Linked DNA regions of Mus musculus: all the other regions are linked to region 5. A link is a contact called in public HiCAR-type and promoter capture Hi-C data. All regions are on one chromosome and are shown on one strand. Each heading gives the region's core, a stretch centred on a gene start, on an enhancer-like site or on the middle of the called end of the contact. The rest is flanking DNA. Distances are from core to core; before and after follow the strand shown.

Evidence for each region. Promoter capture Hi-C pulls out the DNA fragments that hold promoters and counts their contacts. HiCAR-type assays count read pairs that join an accessible place to other places.
Region 1: a promoter capture Hi-C map of liver shows a contact between it and region 5, with 4 times the contacts expected there. The contact joins the promoter of Olfml1 here to the promoter of Mrpl17 in region 5. A contact is called at or near these places in 9 of 39 promoter capture datasets (cranial neural crest, embryonic stem cells, frontonasal cranial neural crest and 6 more) and 1 of 9 other capture datasets (adipose tissue).
Region 2: a promoter capture Hi-C map of the C10 cell line shows a contact between it and region 5, with 6 times the contacts expected there. The contact joins the promoter of Trim34a here to the promoter of Mrpl17 in region 5. A contact is called at or near these places in 4 of 39 promoter capture datasets (the C10 cell line, cranial neural crest, embryonic stem cells and 1 more).
Region 3: a promoter capture Hi-C map of liver shows a contact between it and region 5, with 2.8 times the contacts expected there. The contact joins the promoter of Cyb5r2 here to the promoter of Mrpl17 in region 5. A contact is called at or near these places in 7 of 39 promoter capture datasets (cranial neural crest, embryonic stem cells, frontonasal cranial neural crest and 3 more).
Region 4: a contact with region 5 is called in a promoter capture Hi-C map of pre-B cells, with 6 times the contacts expected there. The contact joins the enhancer-like site here to the promoter of Mrpl17 in region 5. A contact is called at or near these places in 4 of 39 promoter capture datasets (cranial neural crest, frontonasal cranial neural crest, maxillary cranial neural crest and 1 more), 1 of 115 datasets of contacts at active chromatin or transcription factors (astrocytes) and 1 of 9 other capture datasets (liver).
Region 6: a contact with region 5 is called in a HiCAR-type map of astrocytes, with 4 times the contacts expected there. The contact joins the promoter of Ovch2 here to the promoter of Mrpl17 in region 5. A contact is called at or near these places in 6 of 39 promoter capture datasets (the 3T3-L1 cell line, cranial neural crest, embryonic stem cells and 3 more) and 1 of 115 datasets of contacts at active chromatin or transcription factors (astrocytes).
Region 7: a promoter capture Hi-C map of pre-B cells shows a contact between it and region 5, with 6 times the contacts expected there. The contact joins the promoter of Ppfibp2 here to the promoter of Mrpl17 in region 5. A contact is called at or near these places in 8 of 39 promoter capture datasets (cranial neural crest, embryonic stem cells, hippocampal neurons and 3 more).

Annotation. Positions count from the first base shown.
Region 1 is chr7:107,565,887-107,568,715 of GRCm38.p6, reverse strand. Olfml1 (olfactomedin-like 1) reads right to left here and starts at 1,283. Exons shown (of 3, transcript NM_172907.3): 1 at 822-1,283. The coding sequence starts at 950.
Region 2 is chr7:104,242,782-104,245,917 of GRCm38.p6, reverse strand. Trim34a (tripartite motif-containing 34A) reads right to left here and starts at 1,461. Exons shown (of 8, transcript NM_030684.3): 1 at 1,326-1,461.
Region 3 is chr7:107,756,715-107,759,698 of GRCm38.p6, reverse strand. It overlaps Cyb5r2 (cytochrome b5 reductase 2), which reads left to right and starts at 1,667. Exons shown (of 9, transcript NM_177216.4): 1 at 1,667-1,741; 2 at 2,388-2,514; 3 at 2,716-2,788. The coding sequence starts at 2,437.
Region 4 is chr7:107,707,275-107,710,237 of GRCm38.p6, reverse strand. It overlaps Ppfibp2 (PTPRF interacting protein, binding protein 2 (liprin beta 2)), which reads right to left. Exons shown (of 25, transcript NM_008905.2): 7 at 1,366-1,458. Among named protein-coding and RNA genes, the nearest start is that of Cyb5r2, 49 kb to the left of the region's middle. Within about 2 kb of position 1,552, at least 168 of the 459 cell types and tissues checked have an H3K27ac peak or open chromatin away from gene starts, as enhancers often do.
Region 5 is chr7:105,809,627-105,812,677 of GRCm38.p6, reverse strand. It overlaps Mrpl17 (mitochondrial ribosomal protein L17), which reads left to right and starts at 1,591. Exons shown (of 3, transcript NM_025301.2): 1 at 1,591-1,870; 2 at 2,160-2,228; 3 at 2,534-3,051. The coding sequence starts at 1,697. The coding sequence ends at 2,821.
Region 6 is chr7:107,799,744-107,802,602 of GRCm38.p6, reverse strand. It overlaps Ovch2 (ovochymase 2), which reads left to right and starts at 1,424. Exons shown (of 16, transcript NM_172908.3): 1 at 1,424-1,511. The coding sequence starts at 1,424.
Region 7 is chr7:107,593,773-107,596,640 of GRCm38.p6, reverse strand. It overlaps Ppfibp2 (PTPRF interacting protein, binding protein 2 (liprin beta 2)), which reads right to left and starts at 1,590. Exons shown (of 25, transcript NM_008905.2): 1 at 1,262-1,590.

The sequences.
Region 1 (2,829 bases), core at 34-2,533, 1.8 Mb before region 5:
TTCCTGTTTAGCCAAAGATGACTCTGAAGCCCCTGATCCTCCTGCCTCCACTCCCTGAGTACTGCTGTTACAGCTGATATCATAAAACATACCTGGTTTCTGCAGTGATGAGCCTTGAACCCCAGGCTCCTGCACGCTAGGCTAGTTCTTACCAATTGAGTCATGTTCCCGACCCTGGGTTTTTGACTGTTCTAACAAAGTTCTACCTCAAATGCTCTCACTCTGTTTAACATTGCTGGGAAATCTCATTTCCAAACCCAAGTCCAGTTAGGAATAAAAAGCAAAAATCTATGGTGAGCCTCCATATGTAACACCACATTGTCTTATATTCACTTAACAGTTTATCATAAAAAGGAAAAGAGAAAAGCTGGAATCACTTAGCATCCCTATATAGTAAAAGATGAAGAAAACATGACTAGAGTTCTAATTCATACATTGAAGACTGAACTATTTGGTTTTGAATGTTCAACAACCTGAGAATTTACTCAGTGAGTTAGGCTATGTTCTGAGTATGGATTAATGACCCAAATAAAACATCCCTAATTTGAAATCTCTTTATTAAATCTGCAGAGTATCATTTGAACCTAAATTCTATCACTATGTCCATTTTATAGGTTAGAAAAACTGCCAGGGGAAAGTACAAGCGGCCTGCAATGGAGGTGGCATCTGAGCTGCTAGGCTATGCACATCTGTAAATGTCATCTTAGCAGTGATTCATTCTGTATCAGGAAGACATGCACCCTAGTTGACAGCAAAGTGGGGGCACAGCAGAGTGACTTCCAAGAGGCATACTCCCTGTGAAGGGAAGACAGGTCACCTACCTCGAGGACTTGGAAGCGCTGGTAGATGTAGTGTACCATGGCTGGGTCCTGGGCATGTTGTGGTGGGGGCAGAAATGCTGCAAGGAAGAGAACCAGGGAAGCAGAAGCTTCTTGAAGGGCCACCACCATCCTGCACACTTCCCAGGAACTCTGGTTCTCTAAAACGACTCAGGGGTCCGGGTGGTGATCTCTGGTTTTCTGTCTGCTGCTGTGGCAATTCCTTGGAAAACAACGCTTTGCATAGCCAGAGAGAACAAAGTCCGCTTGTTATTCTACCCGGTGCATGATCTCAGTTTCAAGCTGGTGATCAAGTCCAGCTGTTGGCAAGCCAGTCTCTGCAGGCCTTACGTGTTCACTTGGTTGCAGAGAGCTCCGGGGGTCCAGTGTCTGCTGCCCTCAGCTTGGCCATGCACAGACCCTCTCCAGGCTAATGGCTACTTACAGCTTCCAGGTTCAGAGTGTACGGGTTGGGGAAGGGGAGGGGAGGTCTTTTCTCCTCTCCCCTCCCCCAACTCTTTTACTTTTGGTTCCCTCCTCCTTAATAGACTGTGCAGTCCAATCGCAGGCCTAGCTCAACACAGGCCACCCCCCAAGGTCTCAGTGTTGGAATTTCAGTTCAGTTTCTGGCAGAAATTCCTAGGATCTTTTTCCAAGAAGTTCTGTTAGGAGACCCCACCTCTGTTTCTTGCATTCTCGTAGCTCTTAAAGGCATAGCAAGGAAATGTGAATGCTGATCTATGCCATCTCAGAAAAGTGTACAGGGCAGCATTGCTCTGTGGGCAGAGGGGTACAGTGGGCACAGGCCTGGCTACCCAGACCAACAGCTGAGAATTGTCAGGATTGAACTTAGAAGAAAAAAATTTTTTTCCTTTTTCTTTAGATTTATTTTTTAATTCATGTACACATGTATGCATGAAAATATGGGGCCCACAGTGGCCAGAACGTGGCCTCAGAGATTCCTGGGTCCAGAGTTACAATCTCTCTGATATGATTCCTGGGAACTGAACTCCAGTCCTCTGCAAGAGCAGCAGGTGCTTCTAACCACTGAGCCATCTCTCCTGGCCCAGAAGAAAATTTTTAGGATGAGAATGAATGATTGACACAGTGGTTTTTGGGACACTGAGTCATCAGGAAATGTAATCCCACTGTGAGAAAGTCCTCGAGTTTCCCATCATCAGTGTCAGAATTCCCATTAGCAGCAGCCTGGAAACCAGACCCTCAGGCCAGCTAAAGAGAAATCCCGTTGCTGGAGCAAAGCCATAAAACCTTCCATGTTTATGTTTCCTGTGCTAGTGCCTCCCCACCTTTACCTCTTTTTCCATAGGCAGGCCCAGGACCCCACCTCCATCTTCTGTTCTGTTTTATTTTGCATTGTTAATGAATCACTTTTTAAAATAGGGGAAATTGGAGCATTTATGGAATATGGAAAGAGCCCTGGTCGGGAGGTAGAAGACCTGAGTTTGCATTTGATCCATACACAAGTAGCTGAAATCTAAAATCTGAACATTTCTTATTGGTAGCTCTTGAATATCCTAGTTCTTAATAGATGTTCCTCTCTCCTCTTCTTTGATATGATTTTGGTCGCTAACTGGTTCTTCCCTATATCCTTGGTAATGTTCCAAGCACCATCTCCTTATTGTTAAGAACAATTGCTCTTGTTTCAGAGAACCATCTTTGAACTCCTTCCAAAACTGCCTGAACTTTAGCTAACTTCTCTTACATCCTTATTTAAAAACAAAACAAAACCAAAACCAAACTGCCTCGGACATCTGTGTCTTTCTTCCCACATATTAGTGCAGTCCTTAGTATCAGAGAAATCTCTCTCCCAAGAGATGGTGGTTAACACAGAAGCTCACAAGTGAGCAAACTACCAAGAAATCAATGACTGTAGCAAACTAAGCTACAAGTGGGACATGTATGTCACAGCCTTGCCCCAAGGCTCAAGTACCATCAGGAAAGAGGGAACAGGAAGATTATAAAAGCCAGATTTTGAAGAGGACTAGAGAAA
Region 2 (3,136 bases), core at 212-2,711, 1.6 Mb after region 5:
AAACCCAAAACAAAATAAGGTAAAAGAGATTATATTGAACTGTTTGCTTAGTCTGAAAACAAAAGCTGCATAGTTTATAAGCTACTTAGTTCTTCTTATTGTCATTCCTAGCTGGAGTATAAGCATGTCGATTTATTTCATATTAGATAAATATTGAATGGGTGCTTAGTATGCTTTTTTATGCCAAAACACGCTTTTTCCCATTGACATTTTTAATTAAAAGAGAGAGAGAGAGACACCTTAATTATCTTCTGTGTTTGGCCATGACTAAACTCTCTAGCATTGCAGTGCAGATTCAGAAAAAGGAGATGTGGTGAATTCTGAAAAGTGAAAGTACTGGACAATGGCGGGCAGGTGTTTAAACCATCTATGAAGATGCAAAATGCCCATATATTAGCCTAACATGGAAAATATTCAGGATCAATATCTTACCAAGAACACCTAGGCTCTGTCCAGAGCAATACCTAACTCTTGTTTACTATCTAAGCAAAAAAAAAAAAAAAAAGAACTGATATAACTTTTAGTGCAAAGATGCAAGCAAGAATGATCAATAAGGCCTAAGCCAGGTGAGGACACCAGGATCTCTTATGGCTACTGAGACAGAAACAAGCAGGTGGAGGGGTGAGGGGGTTGGGAAGGCACAAGCTTGCAGTCCCAGCTACTTTAAGAGGCTGAGGTAGGGTGATATTTGACCCCAGAACTCCAGGACCAACCTCAGTAAGGCGGTGAAACGGGCCTCAAAAATAAATAATAAATACGTATTTAAAAAAAAAATCTCTGTTTAAGTAAACATGGAATCCTAAGAGTGGCTCTTCAGAGGTACATATAGTTAGAAAGTGACACGGGGGCGGGTTTTCAAGTAAATCAAGGGCTCAGGATGTTAAGGTCACTGATAGCCCCTTTGGCTGCAAGGAGGGGAATAGAGGCTCCTCTTAGACTGAACCCCTGAAACTCTACAGTATCTTAGTAGGCAGAGGGGAGAGGAAACAAGGAGAAGGGAGAGAAGAGGAGGGGACGCGGGGGGTGGGGAGGGCTCCTGAGATTCCAGACCTGTTTACAAGGTGTATCACAGCAGCAGAGCAGAAGGAAACAGGAAGTGCTTGCCCCAGCAAAAGAAGGGGCTTCTCCAGAAAAAAAAAAAAAAAAAGACCTTCCTGCTCAATTTCAATTCGATTCCTCACGAACTCTTTTTCTCAACTTCAGATCACTGCGGTTTGTGATCTGTGAGCAAATAAGCCTCTCCTAAGCGTCACTGAAGTCTCTCCTTTTAGGGTCTCCCTCCCTCCACCCTGGACAAACTTTCGCACACACCTTTGGACCCTCACCTCCGACCTGGAAGGGGAGATCTTTCCTCCAGACAGAAGCGGTGAGGAAAAGCCAGGGACTGGTTTCAGCCAGCCAAACCAACCAGCAGCCCCTCCCTTTTTGACTGCAGAGAAAAGAAACTGAAACTCCAAACCAGCGGATACAGGAAAGAGGAGGAAACTTTTGAGTCCTAAGTATTGGCAAAACTCTAGGCCACCAATAGATGGCAATGCAGGGACTCTGGTGATCCAAGGCTAGAGGAGAAGTTTTCAGCAGCCAGGAAGAGCTTTTTGGTGGCCATAGCTAAGGGCTGTCACTTACATCAGGTGGTTAAAGACCATGTTAAGGGAAGATTTCACTCAGCAAGAAGGCAGCCACGAACTCAAAAGAAACACGAGAAACTTTTATTAACGTGTGAGCCGAAAATAAAACAAATGGCCCAGCAAGCTATACAGTTTCTTACAATCTTTTTCAGGCCAGACAGCAGCGGTATTTTTATCTAGTCACCATCTGAGGGTGGTCTCTGAGTTCCTTAATGTTTAAAGGTGTTCAGTTAGGGGAACAACAACCCAGGAATACATGGGAACACATTAAAAAAAAAAAAAAAAGCACGGTCTTTTGCTTAATTTGTGAATAACAATAACCCTTTGGTTATGAAAATAGAATCTGCAGCTTTGCACTGACCTTTGTCCACTTTGACCTTCTCAAGTGTCTCCATCCCCAATCCCTTCCAGGTTAGCACATTTACATTCCTTTTAGGCTCCACTCAACAGTTACCTAGCAACAGTCAGGTAGGTCTGGCTTGCTATAAAAGGGACTGTTTGGCCCCTCCTTGTTCTCTCTGAGCCCTTTCTCCTTCCCCCTGTCCCCTCTCCACATGTTCCCTGCTGGTAGTGCTCCTCTCTCTCTCTCTCTGTCTCTCTGTCTCTGTCTCTCTCTATCTCTGTCTCTCTCTCTGTCTCTCTCTCTCTCTGTCTCTCTCTGTCTCTCTCTCTCTGTCTCTCTGTCTCTCTCTCTTTCTCTCTTCTTACCCACCCCCCTCAAGAATTATCAAGTCTACCCAATAAACAAGAAAGGGAAACCATGCCTGCAGCAGGGAATGGTGCCAGTGAAGTTGTAAGGGTCCATAATTCAAAGAAGAATGACACCCAACTCAACTGGTATGCAAATGTAAAGATAGATTTCTGCAGAAGTCCAGCAAGCTGGGGTCTCCCATTACCAAGATAGAGACACCCAAGAGAGCTTGCTGGTCTGATTTAAGGCTCATTAGGGAATTCTGAGGTAGGGACCTCTATGTTAATCTATTGGGTCCATCTCTATGGACATTCTATTACCTGGGTGTGAGGGCAGGAAACTTGCTGGGGAGGTCTGGGAACTGTTACCAAGGTAGTAACTGAGGAAGTCTGGAAACTGCTGCCTACCCATTGGCCTTGCTTCAGGCCAGGTGGTTGGGACATTCCATTAACTGGGCTTGAAGGCTGGAGCCTAGGATTTTTTCTATTGGTAATTGACTTGCCTGGACTGGCTCAGTTCTTAGGCCTAGTCTCCTTAACTACCAATTTTAAGTCTGTCATGAAATCAGCCTAGCTTTCTCTCTCAAAGTCATAAATCTTAAAGGAAAACCTACAACCACGACTTTACTAAAACCAGCTCAATTCCTGAAACAATCCAAACTTTGTTTTTATATCCACAGATAAGTGTAGTCCTCACTGTATGTGAGGGGTACAGTAAAGAACCACAAAAAAGCAAAGGTATGTATATATATATACACACACACACAGACATATGTAGTGTATGTATACAATATAATGTACAATATAATGATATACAA
Region 3 (2,984 bases), core at 418-2,917, 1.9 Mb before region 5:
TGATTCTGGGGGTAGGGGGATCCTCTACCTCCTCAGAAAAGAAGAGGAGGGGGAAAATGCTGCAAGGAGCTGTGAGAGGAGGGTTGGGGGAGGAGGCTGATATCAGGATGTAAAATGAATAAATAAATTGATGAAAAAAGAAATATACTATTTAATGATAAAAACAAAGACATTATTTCTTTGCCATCATTCTTTAGCACATAAATATCACACTGGTATCTCTTCTGGGCTGGATTGTGTCACAGGGTTTGTTTTTTAAAATTGCTGTTTGAGCTACCAACTTGAATTTCATAATATATATGAAATTTTGCTTGAGATTGGGGCAGAATTTCAAGCAACTTCTGACAAGCCCTAAACATACTTCTGTCTTTTTTCCTATGTATGTACAAAATGTTGAGTTTCAGCATCAACAATTATATATATATTTAAAAAAATCTATGAACTCTGAAAAACATTGAAGATTCCTCAACTACCTTGTGTGGAATCAAATATTCAGCCAAGATTTAGTTCTTCTTGTAAAAGTAAGGAGTATATTCATCTCATTACTGTGTGAATTGATTTCATCTATAATAATGGGAAACTATTTATATAGCAAAGATTATTTTAAGACTTGGAAAAATGACTCAGCAGTTAAGAGAACTCACTCTTATAGAGAAGTAGAATTTGGCTTCCAGCATCCAGACTGGGTAGCTGACAACTGCCTCTAACTTCAGTTCTGGGGACCTGAGGCTTCCTAGTCCTGCTGTTGGGGGTACATGTCTCTCGTTGGAGCTAATGATTTGATGCAAATACCTTCATGAAATACCATTTTACAATCTGGGCTTTCCCCCTCTCTATACCAGAGACTAAAAACTCAGGGACTCGCACAAGCTAAGGTAACCATGTCCTGTATCTCAGTCCTTTGCTGCTGTTGTTGTTGTTGGGCTGGTGTTTGTGTTTTTTTTGGTTTTTCGAGACAGGGTTTCTCTGTGTAGCCCTGGCTGTCCTGGAACTCACTTTGTAGACCAGGCTGGCCTTGAACTCAGAAATTCGCCTGCCCCTGCCTCCCAAGTGCTGGGATTAAAGGCGTGCGCCACCACGCCCGGCTTGTGTGTTTGCTTTTCAACTTTAAGCTAGTCTTACTAAGTTGCCAAAGTTGACCTTTAACTCACTATGAAATGAGTTTTCCTTTTGCCACTTGCAAGCGTGGAAGAGGAAACCAAGGTTCTGAAATGCATTGTGAAGAATCTTCATAATCTGAACTTCTCATCCTGCCTCTGAGAGTCCGGTCCGGTCTCCCACTAAAGACTGGCTGCAGTCACCCCAATCCTGCAAACACTTGGTCCTGGGAGGCTAGGGTAGCAGCTCAGGAAGCATGTTAAATAAGATATGCAGTCTTCCTCTAGGCTGCAACTCTTCTTCAGTTTGCATTGTAAACAAGTTTACAGCAACCCCTTCCTTCATCTTGCCAGGCTCTTAACAAGCTGGGGAGGCTGAATTTTCCTCAAGGCTGCTGACATGCGCAGGAAAGTCAAGAAGCAGAGGGATCCCTGCATAGGGATCTTGGAGATAAGCCCCATTCCCACCCGGCCAGCTGCAGAAGCGCCAGGCTAGTCCTGTGCCAGAGTCATGTGACACAGAAGCTCGAATCCGTCGCTATGGGGCAGGAGTCAGCTCCTCAGCGGCCACTGCCGGATGTTTCATCATCCCCACCATCAAAGGCACTGTTCATCTCGAGGATAAGTCAGGCATCTCGCTCCAGGTGAGTTCTGCCGGGAAAGCGCGGGGCAGGAAGGAACCCGGGGCTAGGCGAACAGCCGCAGGCGGTGGCCGAGGCAGGATTCACGGGCGGTTTCCCAGCTGGTTGGGACAGTGGGCCTCAGGGCTAAGCTGCAGACTTTTCTGCAACAGGTTGGGATGAGAACAAACTGGCCTAGTGAGGGAGGAGCTGGGTGGAGTTGAGGGCTATTATAGGGAGGTTGGCCACGCCTCTTACAGGTATATGTTTGCCTCAGTTACTCATAGGAAGGTGCTAGTGAGTCCCCAAGCCACTCACTGCTCCACTGCTCCAGCGGAATCCGAAGTGAGTGTGGCAAGTCTCTAGAGAGGTGAGCTCTGTCCCCAGCCTTGCTGTTAGCTGGTAAGGATCCCACAGTCATTCCCCCCAGGATGGAGGCAGATGACCAATGAGGGCCTGGAGACACTAGCACTCTGGGATAGGTGTCAAGCCTGGTCCAGGGGTCTTCTTGGACCTGCAGCTAACCTCTGCACGCTGGTCCCAGAGAGAGCCTTCTGTATTAATACCTTTCTCTCTGCTAGTCCTGTAAGACATAAGATCAGCCAGGCTTAGAGCTGCCTAGCCCAGCATGGGTGAAATCTGAGGTCTGTCTTCACACTGTATCTGCCAGGACCAAACCTGTCACCGGGGCCACTGCGATTCTCATAGCCCTGAAGAAAATGAGTGTCAAGAAGAAAGATCTTATCACCTTACAGGACCCTGAAGCCAAGTACCCGCTGCCCTTGATTGAGAAGGAGGTAGTGGGTCACCTAAACCTCCCTCTGGTTAGGTGAAAGGGGAGGGTGGGGGTGGGGGAGAATGCTAGCTGGGGATATGAGGTGATCAGTCACCTCAGGACCAAATGGAGCACCTTTCTAAAGATCTGGACCACAAAGCAAAACTCCTAGAGAGTCAACAGAACCTGCCTACCTCTTTCTTCTTCTTCTTTTTCTAACCAGCAAATCAGTCACAACACCAGAAGGTTCCGCTTTGGGCTGCCCTCACCAGACCATGTCCTGGGGCTTCCTGTCGGTGAGCAGTGCTTGGTGACATGTCCAAGTCTGAGTGTTTGAGTACTTGGCTCCTATTAGCAATGGATTCCCATTCTTGTGGGATATGGAGGGTACACTGATATAACCCTGGACCACATGAATGGAGGGAATAGGCAGCTGGACTTGAGGACAGTGTCCCCATTGTCCCACTTGGACTGTCACAATAGTAATAGCTT
Region 4 (2,963 bases), core at 303-2,802, 1.9 Mb before region 5:
CCTGCAAAGCGTCACCAGGTGTCACCTGTGAATGGCTCTACAGGACCTAAGGGAAAAGCAGAAGTGTTTTCTCTTAAGTGGCAGTGTCCCAGGCTTCCTCCAGGAGAAACTGGACCTAGAGTTTCCTTCTTCCTCCTAATGCCCAAGTGAAGCCCTTTGTTATTGAATCCTACTATCTGTCACTCCCCAGAAGGCACAGTCCGGTAATGTGACAGCCACACAATGCTAGTGAGCAGATCAGAGTGACCAGAACTTTGCTTCTGCTCCAACAGTCTCTTCTCTGTATTGGGAGATTCAGTGATCTTTTATTCATTTTGGAATTTATTATATATTTTTCAAACAACAGACTCCTGAGCTGACAAGATGGCTCAACAGACAAAAGCTCCTGCCTCCCCAACTTGACAACTCAAGGGGACCCACTTCCTAAGTCCCTGACCTCCACAGGTAGCCAGAGCACATGCTACCCAAACATCGGTGCTCCATCCATCCCACCCTCACACACTCTAAAAATAGCTTAACTAGTTTTAGTGCTATGTTTCCTATTGTTCACCTGACAACTAATTTAACATTTTTAAGACATAACACACAGACAAAAATATTTAAATCTTTTTTTTTCTATTTTTGTTTGTTTGTTTTGGTGTACTGTTGTTTTCTGGGACAGAAGCATGCTATTTAGCTCAGGCTGGCCTGGAACCCACTATGTAGTCTAAGATAGCCTCCAACTGCAAGTGACCCTCCTGATTCAATATGCTGTGGGTATGTTGGGATGACAAGTGCCCCAAGATACCTACCCAACTTAACACTACTTTTAACCCCTGCAGTTCAATGAGGAGAAACTTACAAGAAAGAAGAAAACAATATCCCACTAAAGAATTTCTTTTCGGTGTCCTTTATACAACAAGCTCCCCAATACAGTAAAAATGATTTGGTTGAATAAATAAAGCAAGCTTTATCGTTTGAGAAATGCATGATTATTATTATTTCTAGAAAACCAATAATGACAGGAACTGCTGAGTTTACACAGGTGTCTCCAGCAATCCCAACAGTCACACTCCCGAGTTCTGCTGTCACTCACCTGCCAGCCCACTCGCCCACTCTCCCAAGAACCTCCTTGGCTAAGTCAGGGACAGAAGGATGCTGCTGGGGAAGGAGGTAGGGCCGGGGAACCTCAGCGGCTCTCACTTCAGTTTCCCAGGCTCCTCATGAGGAACCTTTTTACAGCAGAACTGCACTACAGCCTAGGTGCCACTGTGTGGGGCTGGTTTGCACTTCCACACTTCTGTTGTAGGGAAGCCTGAGAGCGAAGCCCCTCCCAGCAGGGGCCCCACCCCTCACCCTCCTCGGGTGCCTCCTACTGCCGGTTACCTTGGTGGCCTTCAGCTCCCACTCATACTGGTTCCGCTCGTTCTCCAGCTCCTCCACCTTGATTTTGAGGTGCTTAAGCTCTTGCAGTAACTCCTGAAGAGAAGAGAGAGAATGTCAGAGCTGTGACAGATAAGGAGCAAGCAAGAAGGCTCCAAACTGGATAAGGCTCATGCAGAGGGGGCTGGGCCAGCAGCAACTGTCGACAGCTGTCTGGAGCCAGCAGGCTCCGTGTCTGCAGCTTTGTGCTTTAAACTGGTCTGGGATCCAGGAAAGGCTGTGTTGTGCCCGTTTAAAAATGAAGGCCAGGGAGTTTCAGACATGAGAGAGAAGAAACTGCAATGTACATATGTGTGCATTTGCATGTGCACATGTAGGCCAGAGGACAACCTTAGGTATATTATTTAGTTTTTTAATTTGTTTTTTCCTCTAGAACAGGTAGGTCTCTTGCTGGTTGGCCAGCAAGCCCCAGGCATCTGCGTGCCTCCACCCCACACTGCTAGGACTACATGTGGGACTGTGGGGTTAGGGGGCGAGGGGAGTTATTTTATTGTTGATGGTAGTGATGGTGGTAGTTTTGTTTGTTTGTTTGTTTTAAACATTTGTTATGGAGATAGAACTCAGGTCCTCATGCTCATCACTTTACCAAGCAAGCTACCTCCCAGGCTAAAACTCAATATTATCCTCTTATTCGTATATCCTGGCATCCCCTTCCTCTGACATCTGAACCTCCATGAGATGTGCCCAGCTCATATACAGGTGTCACAAGTAGACAGGTCAAGCTTGGGAGTGGAAGGTGCAGAGATGCTGACGTGGAGGCAGCTTCCCTGGTAGTGGAGAGAGGAGCAGGAAGCGAGAGAAGCATCTATTTCTCTGTGAGGAAGGTGGGGAGCCAGAGGAGGAAGTGGCAAGCCTCCGAGGCTTCACAGGCCGTAAGAATCAGAGAACAAACGCTGAGTGCCAACCGCAGATGCCAGCATGAGCGTCCTGTTCTGACGAGGAGGTTAAACTAGAGAAACAGGAAGGCATGCAGAGAGGAATCCAGTAGAGGCAGAAAGTGAGACTGCCCACTGAGGTGGAACAGAGATTAGCTGTCACATGCACTGGAGATGAGACTGGGGAGCTCCGGGGTGGGAAGATCTACAGATGAGTGTTCACTATGGCATTGTGGATGGGAAGTCAGTGACGCTGCCTGACTGAGGAAGGGATGTGTAAATCACTTCTGCATACACATTTGTACAGGTGGTAAGCAGGGCAGGAATTTAAGCTCGCATCCTCTAACTCTGGGATCTCTGGTTGAAAACTCCCTCAAGAAAGGGGCAACACTCAGCAATGTTATCTTTGTTGGTTTGTTCTTCTTCTTTTTTTTTTTAAGATTTATTTATTATTTATATGTAAGTACACTATATCTGTCTTCAGACACACCAGTAGAGGGCGTCAGATGTCATTACAGATGGTTGTGAGCCACCATGTGGTTGTTGGGATTTGAACTCAGAACCTTCATAAGAACAGTCAGTGCTCTTAACCACTGAGCCATCTCTCCAGCCCTGTTGTTTGTTTGTTTGTTTGTTTTGTTTGTTTGTTTTTTGGTTTTTTTCCCT
Region 5 (3,051 bases), core at 342-2,841:
TCCATCAAACTCTGGGTCCCTCTTTAGCGCTGAGCCACCTCAACTTCTTCATATTGTATATGATCATAAACTTATTTTTCTAAAATGAAACTATTTTAAAAATTACTCCTTTTCCATTTGAAATGTGTTATTTGTTCTGTCCTAGTAACTCCAACTGTGATGAATTCATTTTAAATAAGCCCTAATATGATCATCATTTTGTTAAATACTAGAGCTAGACTATATTTTCACCCAATTCCTCCCAGAAAACTGTTTTCAAAGAGCCATAAGGATGCTGAGCAATGGAAGGGAACACACACACACACAAACACACAGAACTTTTTTTTTAAGAAAAAGTATTCATCCACCCAGAGACCTAGGGAAGAACCAAACTGTAGTGCCGAAAATAAATAAAAAAAATTCAATGAGATGGTTCCTAGTGATATTCTGCTAGATTCATAGATTGGTGCCTAACTCAGTCGTCATCAGAGAGGCTGCCTCTTGCAGCTGATGGGAGATGTAGAGGCCCACTGACAAACATTAAGAGGAGAAAGAACCTGGGTTGGAGGCCTACATAAGGTCCCGCCCCTTGGAGCTCGGGAAACCCAGCAGAAGACAAGGAAGAATAATTGTGGGAGCCAGAGGGGTCGAACACAGGTGAGGACAGCCTGTAGAATCAACTGAGCAGGGCTTATGGAAGCTCAAAGAAGGGGCAATCATGGAGCCCTCAAGGTTCTGCCCTAGGTTGTCTGCAAATGTGTTATAGTTTGTTGGCTTGGTTTTTTGGGAGGACTCCTAATAGTGGGAGATGGGATGTCTCTGACTTTTTTGCCTGCTCTTGGGACTCTTTTCCTCCTAGTGAGTTTCCTTGTCCACACTTGATGTTAGGGTTTGTGCCTGGTTTTTGTTTTTTTGTTGGTTGTTGTTGTTGTTTGTTTGTTTTTTGCCCCACCCCCTTGTGCCTGGTTTTATTGTGCTTTGGTTGATGTCCCTAGGAGGTCTGCTCTTTTCTAGGGGGAGAAAGGGGAGAAAGGAGAGTGGGGGCTGGGAGGAGTGATGGGAGAGGAGGCTGCAGTCTGGGTATATTGTATGAGAAAAGAATAATTTTTTTTTTTTAAATGTCAGGTATTTGTCCATTACTTTAGCTTTTAGTGCTAACTTAGGTTTTTATTTATGTCAATAAAAGAACATAATACCTGCAGCTTTCCTGGACATAATTTATCTCACTATCACTAATAAAGACTGGGTTTAAACTGGCATCGTCACAAAACCAGCCAGGACTGCAACTCCTCAGGCAAGAGCGCCACATTCCACCACAGGCCCACCCCTCTGACGCAGTTCTCCTCAGGTACTCACTTTCCCGGCATGCTCCGCCCGGAAGGCGCCTCCTCCAAGAACGCCCCAGCCAGCCGACGCAGTGCAAGAGAAACCCGGCAGGGGGCGCCGAGATCCCAGTTCGCCACAGAGCACCGCAGACCTTGAGGCCCGCCCAGCTCGTCGCTCCAGAAACGTCAACACGTCGGGCCGCCCTCCCTCAGACTGCCAGCTAGGCAGGCTCTGATGCGCACGCGCAAACGCGGTAGCCACGCGCCGAGTTACTGCGCATGCGTCCTCTGAGACGTGCCTCCGCCCCTCTGCTCCCCCTCTCCCCGCGCGCGCACACACAGCTCGGAGTTTCCCTTTCCGGGCCCCCGAGAGGAGGGGCTGAGGTGAGAGCATGAGGTTGTCGCTGGCTGCCGCTATCTCCCACGGCCGCGTCTACCGCCGCCTGGGCCTGGGTCCGGAGTCCCGCATCCATCTGCTGCGGAACTTGCTCACGGGCCTAGTTCGCCACGAACGCATCGAGGCGACATGGGCACGCGCGGACGAGATGAGGGGCTACGCGGAGAAGGTGAGAGCCAAGCTATTCACCGCCGGGTCCAGCCTCAGACCGCCGCTCTGGCCGTGTGTGGGGAGTAGGGCCACGCTGGGAGAACTTTCCACGGTAGCGAATTCCCGTGTGGCACTCAGCTGAACGCGTCACTCCTGCGCAGCAAATGGAAGGCTGGTTGGGGCTCCGAAGGAAGGAGCGCCCAGAATTAGCTTAGCTGGTGGGATGGTTGGATGAAGGTAAGACAGAAGAGTAAGGTGGGCGCCTCGGTTCTTGACTCGTCTTGCATCCATGTGTTTTGTCCTCACAGCTCATCGATTATGGAAAGCTGGGCGACACCAACGAACGAGCCATGCGTATGGCTGACTTCTGGCTCACAGTGAGTGCTCCCTACCTGCTAGTGAGGAAGGAATCCTTAGAGAACCGGGTACCTGGCAGATTGAAGGCAGGGCATTCTTTTATGTACCAGACTTGCGAACTACCTTAGACACGTATTTCTCTTATTTGACTTGGGTAAAATGAGCATCCGCATAACTTCCTGTAAGTGTTTCTGTGTAACTTGGTACCTGAATGGGTGGTGGGAAAGCCTGTGAAGATGGTTTTGAACCCTACCTCTGGGAATAATCTATAGTTAAATGCCTCTACAGTTGTGACTATTTTTTCTGATTAACTCTCCCCATCTAGGAGAAGGACTTGATCCCAAAGCTGTTTAAAGTGCTAGCGCCTCGGTTCCAAGGTCAGAATGGGAACTACACAAGAATGCTACAGATCCCGAATCGGAAGGAGCAAGATCGGGCCAAGATGGCGGTGATAGAATATAAAGGGAACTACCTCCCTCCCCTGCCTCTGCCTCACAGAGACAGCAACCTTACTCTCCTAAACCAGCTGCTCCTGGGACTGCAGCAGGACCTGCACCATAACCAGGACGCAAGCCTCCACAGCTCCTGTACAGTTCAAACACCAAAGACTTAACTGGAGCTGGAGAGTGGTGCATAGGTGTGGTGCCCGTGTTCGTGGGTCTTGGAGCTCGTGTAGTGTGTGAGGCCTGGAAGTAGCATTGTAAAGCCCCCTCATAATGAGACCCAGACCTCCCTGCTGACTCACACGATCCTCTTTGCACAGAAGATAAAAGTCTTAATATGAATATAAGATATTGACTTTCTTGTCCTTCCCTAGGATTTATGGAAAGTAAGAGGCATCCA
Region 6 (2,859 bases), core at 175-2,674, 2.0 Mb before region 5:
TCAGCCTTTCTTATACTGTCCTGGACAAGCTGCCCAGGTGTACACTGCCCACAGTGAGCTGGACCCTCCCACAACAATGGTAACCTTAGAAAATGCACCACAGACTAGCCTCTAAGCAAAGCTTCTAAGGCATTTTTTTTTCAATTGAGAGTCCCATGTGTCAAGCTGATATAAATCTAGCCAGCACAACGTGCCAAGAAATTCAGCCAGGAAAGAGGAAAATGTGGAAGTAATTATAGCCACTTTTTGTGTCTAGACATCTACAAGGTACAGAAGTGAAGATTGTTAGCCTTCTAGAATACTTTTTTCATGGGGGGAAATGAAACTTCACAAACACGCCAATGAACAGCATCCTAAAATCCTAAGAGTCTGTAGCAGTATGTATTATGGAATGTGCTACTGCATTAGGGTTTTTTTCTCCTCTTCCTCACTAATACATGCTAATGCGGTTACACTTGGAAAAGAACGGGAGTAAAGTGTTTTAGTACATTCTGGTGGGCTGTTTGCAAACAGCTAAGAATATCTACCCTTGCAAAGGGACAATGTTGATATTTGTTGTGTAGCAAATCCTTAGGAAATAAAACATTTTATCATGGAAAGAACCTCCTTAAGACTTAGGATATTGTAAAGGGAGCCTAGTTAAGGCTCAAGAAGTAAACAAAGATATTATGAAGTCAGTGAAACTAGTAAGATTCATTAGGTCTCTCTCTAGCATATGTAAGCAGTAAAGACTGCTGAAATACAATCTTGGATCCACTGAGCTGTCTAGAAAAGACTCAAACCAACAAAACTGCCTACAAAGGACACTTCAATTTGTTCAACTGTCTACAGACTATATTGTGCTCTAGGTCTCAATCTTTTATAATTTGTCACCCATGCTGGAGTAGGCTTTTGTTAATGCACTGTCTTTGAGTCATTTCAGCTCCTGTGACTAACCCCTCATCCATAGTCCTGTAAGTAATGCCAATAAAATACATTGGTTCACCAAGTTGGATATTGGTGGTATCCTTACTTTAATCTGTTCTCAATTACCTATCAGGGATAAGTACACAGTTGTTTGCATCTTGCTAGAAGTATTACACACAAATATTTAATCCTCTTACAGAAAAAGGAGCAAGTAACAATCACAACAAAACCTCAAACACAAACCACTTTGCTAAGCCAGGAACACTGGAGGAAGCAACTTATTGATGTAGGTGGAATAGAATGTTATGCTGCTCAGTCAAGACTTCAGTTTTGTAGTTGATTCCCCACATCTAACAAAAAACATTTTCAAGAAACCACATGCAAAGACATCTTATGCCTCCAGTCTCAGTTAATAAATAAGCTTGTTTTAAGTTGGATTATTGCTATTCTTCCAAAGCTTGCTGCCTTTGTTTCCTTCAGCCTCTCTACGTTTCAGGAGGAAGCGTTGAATCTCAACATGCCTATCAGCAAGGACAAGCTGATTTTAATATTAGGAATGGTCTGCTTGGAACAAGGTCATTCTGAAACCCTTTCCTCCATAAGAAGTAAGTTTCAAATTAAGTGTATAACTACTTTCGGTTTTGTTTGGTTGGTTGGTTTGTTTTGTTTTTTGTCTGGTGGGATCACTCTTGCAGCAAATCAGAGTAACGTCTCCACCTCTTGTTCCCTTGGGAATACAAGAGAAGCAAATTACTTCAGAAATGTAATTGGTTCTCAAAAATATTTCTCTGGAATTTTCTCCTGTGATAAGCATATGGAATTGAAATAATATGAAATAAATATAAACAGTTGTAGGGACCCTAAGTATTTTCTCCTAGTTTTACCAACTGACCTAGGATTGGCCACTTATTTGGAAGCATTACACAACCTGGTATTCTTCCATGGAGCAAATTCTGGGAGATCAGAACAGGTTTGGAAGTATTTAGAATCTTCAGGGAAATTATCCTAATAACCATATGATGCATGCTCACTGACATATAGTATAAATATTTTTGCATTGATTATAATGAGCTTAAAACAGTTGTTGGCAAGCTTGTCTGTAGTCGGACTTGTGCCAGCCCAGAGAATCAACATGTTTTCTGTCTCTGCTTCAGTGACTTCAGGTAATACTAAATTTTATGTCTAGCAGATTTATGACTCATCCATCTGAAGCAGCTGGAACAGCTTTTGATCATACATGCAATGGGCTCAGAATGAAACCACAATTGGTCGTTTCATGTTTTGCTGTTATTAGATACAGGTCTCATTGATTTTTAGTTTTCACGTCTTCTACATGAAGATGAAAGTCCTTTTTTCAGGCAATGTGTGGGGATTAAGAAATAAATTATATGGGAGAGCTTTATATGCTTTAAAGACGATCTAAGTAGCTCTCCTCTTAAGGATATAGTCCCAAGAAAAGTCATGTGCTCAATCAGCCATGCTTTCAGGTGTAACTTGTAAGCCAGGAACTGTGCTAGACCTTAGAAGTGTGTATGCATAGGACCCACATTCCTAAGTATCTCACTGAAGAATTCTGTAGTCCAATGAGGGAAGGAGACAATTTACTCTCATAACATAGCTTGGAAAGAACTGTTAAAGGGGAACAGGGAGTGGAGAGAAAGAGTGCTATATTGTGGGAGAGATCCAGGTCCCAGTTTGAAGAAATCAAGGAAGACTTTTCAGATGAAGTGGTAGTAAGCATTCAAAGAGCCATCTAGGTGAAGAAGCTCAGTGATAATGATGGAGAGTTTTATATGCACTCTTGGAAACTTCATAGGAAAAAATAACCTCAAGAGAAACAAATTCAACACAGAATTGCACAGTGTAATTAAACAAATTTAAACTCACCCCTTACTTAAGAAGTCAAAAGCCCACATAAATGCACACATATTGAAGTGTTGTCGGGGATGAAGG
Region 7 (2,868 bases), core at 341-2,840, 1.8 Mb before region 5:
TCTGGTGAAAAAAAACAAACAAACCCCTAGAATTTCTGTAAGTTTGTTCCAACCTTCATCTGTCTTTATCTCTTACATGTATCTCTTATGTTATCCATCCACTTAGCATATCTGCCTTAGTTACCAAAACACAGACAATAGTAGCAATAAACTAAAATCGGCACATCATCAAACCTCAGAGTGATACCACTAATATATTATGTGAGGGCTGAGTGTTGTTGCTCAGTGGTAGAGCACTTGCCTAGCTAAGCATTCACAAGGGTCTAAATGAGATCACCAGTTCCCATCACCATCAGCCTTAAATAAAATCCCAAATGAAAATAACAACAAAAGACTTAACAATATTCCACTTCAAAGTCACGTAAATATGCATACAAACGGGCTGGTGAAGAAAGAAATAATTTCTAATCAGATAACATGTTTAGTATACCAATAGTAATCTAAGACTGAAGATTAATTAGGTCTGTAATTGACTTCCTTCCTGTAGTTGAGCATTTACCTTAACAAAATACTCGGTAATCTAATAAACACTACAGTCTACAATATAATCAATTAAGGACCAAGAGAAATGAACACAGGCAGAAATAAAACCAAAATATGAAGAGGAAGACTGATCTATATCAAATATCTCAGTGCTCTAAGAAAGAGCTGAATGCCTATTTGAATCCTACCGGAACCTTGGAAGTTCTAGTTTTTAAACATATAATAACCTTATTTTGATCGGAGGGAAAAGTATGGGTCTGGCGTCAGGATGGAAGGAGGGAAGAGGACCCACTTTTAAAAACAGAAGCATCCCCACACCCTAATCCTGCCTTGAGCCTTTGGGAAGTGTGTTGCATTTAGCAATTAGTGCACAGAACTGCTCCTGGCCAAAGCGCTCTGGACCAAAGGTCTATGGAACAAACCCACCTAGGTATCTCCAGTTGATGCCACTGCTGCCCTCACGGGACTCAAGGCTTGGGTCAAAATCGCCCGGAACTCTGAGATATCGGAACACCCCGGTATCCTGGGGACCACTCTGCCACCTGTAGAAGCGCGGGGCAGGTGGCACATCCAGAGCGAGGTCGGGTAGAAAACTCAAGCAAATCCAGGGGAGTTGCTCCCTTTTCTCAGTCTCCCAGACAAATAAGTGGGTCCCCAAGTCTTGAAAACGTTCGAAGGTCTAAAAGACCACAGACGCCCAACTACCCATGTAGTTCTTGGATCTGGGGGTACTCAGTTCCCGGGATAGCGGTGAGCCGAGGCAGGGAGACCCACTGACCTGGATGCCAGAGTGCAGCTTCTCTCTCGGAGGCTCAGGTATGCAGGTCGCTCCTGTGTCCCTCACACTTTCCAACATAAGAGCGGAGAACCCAGTGACAGGCCACTGGCCCAAGGACCAACTGCCAACCAAGTGGCAGACCCGCCAGCACCGACCCGGTTCGGCACCCACGTGACGGAGGCGGGGATCCCAGAGAGGCTGGTCCCGGAGTGTGGCTCTCTGGCTGCTGGGACCTTCCCCCTAGGAACCGCCCCTCTGCCACCCCTCCTCCTTCTCCCGCACCGCAGTGGCCCGCGAGGACCCAAGAGCCACAGTTCCAGTTCCACAGGGACTTGCCTGGTCAGCCCCGCCCCCAGGCAGAGCTCCCGTGCTGGCTCAAACCCCGCCCCTCCCGGGAGACCACGCCCCTCTCTGGGTCCAGCCCACTGCTTGCACCTAGGACTCTTGCACTCTTCCGGCCGCAGAAAGGACCCTAGGCATTTTCCTTGTGTCCCACTGTGCTCAGGTCTCCAGAGTTTTTGTAATCTGTCAGCAGGACGAGGAAAGCGTGCGGAGAATTGCAGAAAGGAGCACCGAAGCGCAAGCGTACACACACACACACACACACACACACACACACAGCGGGCCTTGTGTAACCCCATTGAGATTAAGGGTAGTCTAAGACCTGTATCATTCCCAATCAGCCCAGACCAACCCCAATTTGGGTTCCATGTCACTCTTAGATCTGTCTAACTCAACCTCCGCCGCCGCTCCCCCCGCCTTTCCTGAAGGTCCCTCTAGTGGTTAAAGCTCTGGTGTTCTGTCTTGTGAATAGCTGAAGACAGAACACTTCCTGTGCCCTGCAAGGTCAGGTACAAGTATGCAAAACAAACAAACAAAAAAAACCTGGAGACCGAATCCCAGCACCTACCTCGAGCGTGCATAAGGCCCTGGGTTTTACCACAGCTGCTTGCCCTACCCGGGCCTCCAAGGGCCGGTTGCTCATTTTATCTGCTTAGAATCTCCAGGGCCTCAGATGGCAGGGATACAGGGACTCTGGCAGGAGTCTCTACTAAGCTGGACTCCAGTTGCTTACACCTGGAGTGTTGACAGACACGACTCGTCTTTTTTTTTTTTTTTTTTTTTTCAAAATTAGTCTAAAATTACTGGTATGACCAGAGGCTTGCACACATGAACAGAAGATCATAAATACTGTGGCAAACAGGTGTGTGAGCACTGCGGGGACATGGCCAGCAGCAGAGCAAAGGCAAAGCCAGTAGAGGAAGATTGGGGCCCCAGACTTGTGTCACAGCAGGACACCCTTCGGTTCTTTCACTTCCTTAAAATAGCGGGTGAGAGGCTTTTGGAAACAGAGCCTGCGCAGTTCATATAAGTTCAAGTGTGGGCAGTTCCAAATCCCACTGGTAGCTTGGGGCCACGGGGGCAGTTTCTTCCCCCAGGCCCCCAGAAACTGCAGCATTTTCTCAGAACTATACAATTATTTTGTAAAATGTTTTATGAACTTGGCTTTCTCAAGCTTCTGTGCAGTTTGGGAAGGAGCTTTAAAAGTACAGACGCCGGGCGTGGTGGTGCACGCCTTTGATCCCAGCACTCGGGAGGCAGAGGCA